Linked DNA regions of Callithrix jacchus: region 2 is linked to region 1. The links are chromatin contacts, called in public Hi-C maps. All regions are on one chromosome and are shown on one strand. Each heading gives the region's core, a stretch centred on a gene start, on an enhancer-like site or on the middle of the called end of the contact. The rest is flanking DNA. Distances are from core to core; before and after follow the strand shown.

The links. Hi-C and Micro-C count contacts between places; a contact is called where the count stands out from the background.
Region 2: a contact with region 1 is called in a Hi-C map of skeletal muscle, with 9 times the contacts expected there. The contact joins the promoter of ZRANB2 here to the promoter of LRRC40 in region 1. A contact is called at or near these places in 2 of 3 Hi-C or Micro-C datasets (both in skeletal muscle).

Annotation. Positions count from the first base shown.
Region 1 is chr7:107,480,664-107,483,363 of calJac240_pri, reverse strand. LRRC40 (leucine rich repeat containing 40) reads left to right here and starts at 1,370. Exons shown (of 13, transcript XM_078332228.1): 1 at 1,370-1,545. It overlaps SRSF11 (serine and arginine rich splicing factor 11), which reads right to left and starts at 1,246. Exons shown (of 14, transcript XM_078332231.1): 1 at 1,155-1,246.
Region 2 is chr7:108,347,617-108,350,316 of calJac240_pri, reverse strand. ZRANB2 (zinc finger RANBP2-type containing 2) reads left to right here and starts at 1,378. Exons shown (of 11, transcript XM_003733469.6): 1 at 1,378-1,473. The coding sequence starts at 1,418. It overlaps LOC103794506 (a long non-coding RNA gene), which reads right to left and starts at 1,065. Exons shown (of 6, transcript XR_013520178.1): 1 at 1,011-1,065.

The DNA of each region.
Region 1 (2,700 bases), core at 121-2,620:
CTTTCTCTTGTTCGATATTAGTGTAAACGTCTCTACAGAACTAAGGAAAAAAAGGGGGTAGAGTTAAAAACCGAATTTTACAGGTAGGAATAACCTGGACTCAGGTAAAAGTGCGTGATTTGTCAAAGGGCCCTCATCCAACTATTCTACCAATCCTCAGTAGACCTGATGGGGGTTAGAAGGGTATTCACCGGCATATTATTTTAAAACAAAACCTCTTCAGGCAAAAGAAAAGTCTAGCACCCAGGATAGTACATACTAGGCAGGATTAATCTTAATAATTACTTGTTGAATGAATCAGTAAGCTGTACATTTCAGATGAAAACTTTAATTTCCTAGGAAACACCGACTTATTGCACCCAGGATAGTACATACTAGGCAGGATTAATCTTAATAATTACTTGTTGAATGAATCAGTAAGCTGTACATTTCAGATGAAAATTTTAATTTCCTAGGAAACACCGACTTATTGAACAAAATTTTCATTTGCTATTATTCTGAACTTACCAAGAGCTCAAGATTCAAGTTTTTATTTTCACTTGATTATTTCAAAAACCGTATGCGGTAGGAATTATCCCTAAAGTAATGAAAACATGCAATGAGGTTTATAAGCGGTTGAGTAAACTGCCTAAAGTTAACATAGTTTGTAAAGTATAGAAACAGCTAAGATTTGAACTTGCTTTTCAGGGCTCCAAAATCCAAGCTGTCTGAGAGTCACTAAAGCTTGTACCACTATTTGTCTCCCTAAACTGTGCGGTACACAGAACATTTGTTACATTTTAACGTTTTTTGTCTTCTATGTTGCCAATGCTTCCATTTCACATTACCTCCTTTGCTGGACTATACCCTCAATACAACGAGAATGGTGTCCTAGTATAGGCCCTAAGAACAGAAAATGTTTTGCTCCGTACGCCGGAGGTCTGGCGCCACCACCATAAGCGACAAACACAGGCTGGGGTCCAGAAAGGCTGTCGACCGCGCCCAGACCTCAAGTTTTAGTCAAGGCCCACGTTCAGACTAGGAGAGGGGAGAAGAGAGGTTATCTTTCCCGATACCCTCGCCACGGTGGAAGCAATGAGGAGAACGTTGGAGTCGCAGTAACAGTGAAAGCAATAAACCCGAATGCCCCTCTTAAGCCCGTTAAACGCACTTACTTGAGCGAAGTAATTCTAGGAAGGTAGGCCGGCACCGGCAACGGAAAAGGCTTCTCTGTCCTGCAGCCCAGGGGCTGGTGCTGACGACATCTGGGCTGCGCCGCAGAGAGTGAAGGCCCAGCGCGAGGCCGCGATCCCAGCGCACAGTGCGCGCGCTCACGAAAGGGGCGGGGCATCCCAGCGGCGCCACCTTTAAGCGTCATGGGCGGGGCTGCAGTTTCTGGACCTGGGACTTTGAACATGTCGCGCCTGAAGCGGGTGGCGGGGCTGGATCCCCGCGCTGGTTTCAAAGCAGGTGGAAGAGACTGCGGTACCTCGGTACCCCAAGGGCTGTTAAAGGCAGCGAGGAAGAGCGGCCAGTTAAACCTGTCGGGTAGAAACCTCAGTGAAGGTAAGACCCAGAAGTACGACACTATTGTGTCTACTGTAAGAAAGCCTTTGGCCCAGGCGGCTTCTCTTTTCTCTGGGCTGGCTTTGTCCCCCTTTCTCAGACTGCTAGCCAGAATTTCTGTGCTCTGATCTAATCCCTTTGCTCATTTCGACCGGCTTGGTCAGCCTAGTTCAATTCCTTCCCAGGTTCCAGCAATCTCTGTTGATTGCTAAAAATACGGTCTAAATTTAAACCGGGCGCTTTTTGGGATTCCCACATTCTTGTGGGATGAACAACATAATATGTGACGAAACTAGCTATCAGATCACAGGCAAATCTTTTATTTCTTTGGCCCTTATTTTACTCCTCTTATTTTGATCTTCAAGGGCACTTACCAAAGCTAAAATTCTATATTTTATCTGCTCCTTTGTGAACCTGCACTGTTCCCTGCCGAGACGCCCTTCTGAATGCAACTGTGCAGAGTCCTAATTACAAGGAACAATGAGCATATTTTCTAAGGTGAAGATCAGGATAGATGCCACACAAAGTGTTTGAATGTGGGGACATCCTGAGAAACCTGGTAAAGACCAACAAACACAAATCTGGTTACCCTGAATAAATGGCCGGATGCTCTTCTGATTGTCGTGTCTGTGTGTGTGTGTGTGTGTGTGTGTGTGTAAGAGAGAGAGGGAGGGAAATGGAGAGATAGAGAAATAGAGCCTTCTTCCTGTAATGTTTTTCTTCATTTGTATTTAGGTTATAAGACTGATTAAAATCTTCCATTTTTCTTCCAATGATTGCTTTCTTATTGTGACAATTATAAAGTAGATTAGGCAAACAAATACTTGCTGGATGAATAAAAGGACATATGAAAAAGAATCCCTACTCTGCCAAAAAGAGTTTTCGACCAATGGGAACATAGCATTTTCAAACTACAGTTGTGCATATATATATATACCTGGCTTCCCCAAAACCTGGAACATTTTTCTCTAAACTTGCATACTTAGGTATCGTTACTAACACTCTGTTCTCTTGCCTGTTTAATTTTTAATAGCATTTATTACTATCAGAATTTATATCATTTATGTTTTTTGTCTTTTCTACCCTCCAACGAAAAAGTTAATTCCGTGAGGTCAGTGAGCTTTGTTTTGTTCATTGTTGTATTTCTATCACTGA
Region 2 (2,700 bases), core at 129-2,628, 870 kb before region 1:
AGAACATATCCCTATCATTAAGTGAAGCATGACTTACATGCTGTGTTCTAAAAAAATATCTTGCATTTATATACCATAATCTATGCATAAGAATGCTCATACTAGGGTTGTTTGTAAAACCAAGTCTGGTAAACAGAAGGAATAAACTGTCACAAGGAATATTACCAGTATACATCAATGAAAATAACAGAACTACACCTATACACTTCTACATGCCATTACCTAGGATTAATTTAGAAGCATAATGCTGCATGAACAAAAAAGAGCACATAACCAACTATCCTGATACAGCTCATCAAATTAAACTTACATGTGTGTTAGGTTTTGAAAGGAAGGCCAGTGTTAAAGAAAGAGAGGGTGGCTTAACGCAGGCTTTAAAACCAACATACGGCCTACAGAGATGGGAGACCAGCTTAATGACAGTGCCCACTGCTACTTACAGGCTGGGGTGATTTACAGGCCTAAGTTGGTGTGGTCTGGGGGCCCATGGCCTGCTGCATGGGAAAATGTTGATAAGTGTTCCCAGGATGAGGCGGTTCTGGCCCTTGCTCTGGTGGAATGTGGTGTTCTCTGCACTTTCTCCCAGCAGAATATAATAAGAGGCAGGCTGTTTCTCAACGCCCGAACCTCGTGGAATGTTTCACTTTGACTAAGGCCTGTAAAATGGCAAGGGGGGATTACAAAAATGGTGCAATTTGGACTAACAATGTACATAAATTAAATTTTTAAAAAGCAAGAAAATAAATCCCAAATATGGGAGAGTATTATCTCTGGAAGAAAGTAATGGGATGGAATCAGGAAAGACACTGGTAATTTAAACAATGTTGGCAATATCTCAGTTTTTAAATTACCAGGTGGTTCCCACGTATAAGTTGCTTACTTATCTGTTACACCTATTTATGTATTTTTTAAAAAAAGGGTCTCTAAATGATATCCTATGTGTATGAAATAACAGAATTCTTGTGCCTTAGTAAAATAATTTCTCTAAAAACTTGAAGAGACAAACAAACCTCACACCCCGTGAATTGATCAGTCACTTCCGCCTCTACCTTTCCAGCTCCGCCTATGGAAGCGGAAGTACTTTACTTTAAGGTCCTCCCACCTGTAGGGGGCTCTCCGAGGCTTCCAGTGCCACGAAGGCCTCCTGCCTGGGTTGTCCTTGTGGCGCCTGTTAGTTTAGTGCTAGAAAGGGTATCTGTATTTTAACTTTTTCATCTAAGAAACAATAGCGCAGGCCTCTTAGTATGGACGACAATGTTCAAGCTGAATTCCTGACCAATGCCCTCATTGTCAAACCCTAACGCCGTAGTAGGCGGGAGTCAGGCGGTGTTGGGACAGCCCCGAGTTGCCGAAAGTCCCCGGCCCGCTTTCTGCCGTGAAGACATAGCTGCGGGTGGCTGTGCTGGTGGCGTTCAAGATGTCGACCAAGAATTTCCGAGTCAGTGACGGGGACTGGATTTGCCCTGACAAAAAGTGAGTTCAAGAAGGGTCCTGAATTGGGGCGAAGTTTATTAGTGGAGGCTTTCCCAGTTCCGTTCGGCATTTTCCTTTTCTATGATTTCCCGTGCCTTAAGGAAGGGTTGAGGCGGCGAACCGCCAGTTCCCGGGCGGGAAGAAGGATCCCAGTCTCCTCATGAGAGAGGTCTTTCCCGGAGTCTTTGTTCTAGATATGTCTCCAGCGTTTCCCCGACATTACCTCTCCAAGGTGGCCTCTCTTTAGAGTGCGAGATGGCCTACCTTTTTGCCCCCACACCCCACCCCCGCCCCGGCCAGCTTTCAGCGATAGGAAATCTCTCCGTCAGGCCAGCTTGGTGTTGAATCTCCCCCACGTGACTTTTCCCTGCAGAACTTTATTCTTGTTCACGGAAAATAGTGCTTTCTCGCACTCGTCCGTTTGCCTCTTATAGTTCACCTTGTTTTGTATTTTTCCTCAAACTTTTCTTCCGTGCTATTTTTCCCGTTTCCCCAAACTGGTTTGGGAAATTCTGACCATTTTTTTTGTCGATCATTAATTTCTCCACAAGAATTGGGCTTTTCGCCTCCTTAGAGCCGAAAAGGAGGGAAGAGGCCTGTGTTTTTGCCTATTCAGCCCTTAAGATGCCTGCAGCAGTGAAGCACATGTGTTAGTGGCCCTGCTTTTTGACATTGTTGCAGAAGCCAATGTGCTCTACTAAATTGTCAATCAGATTTTTTTTTTAAGGGTGCACAGATAGGTGTATCTATTCAGAAATAACATGGAAAATAATTTAATGTACAGCTCATGTTCAGATAAAAACTTTTATTTCTTGTACCTAAATTAGCCATAAAGATGTTTTGATCGTAAAGAGCAAAAACTTTGGAACAAACCTGGGTTTAATTAAAATTCTATAACTTATTTAACTGCTAAAAAAATAAGAATAGAATTGCTTTTTTATAATTAATACATAAAATAACATGGATAGGGTATGTAAACAATGAAAATTCTAATTGGTAGCTATTGATAGTAATTTGATATTACAGTGACCTGAAGGAGTCGTTCAAGCCTAACAAATGATATTGAATAGAACCAAAGTTATATGTTGTGAATAGTATTGCTCTGAGTGGAAAGACATTATTGAAAATATTAAAAAGAACAACTTCTGACTTTTGTTGTTACCTGTAAAATAATATGGTTTTTTCAGTGTCTTTAATGACAGCACAGGTAGATATTTGAGGTAGGAA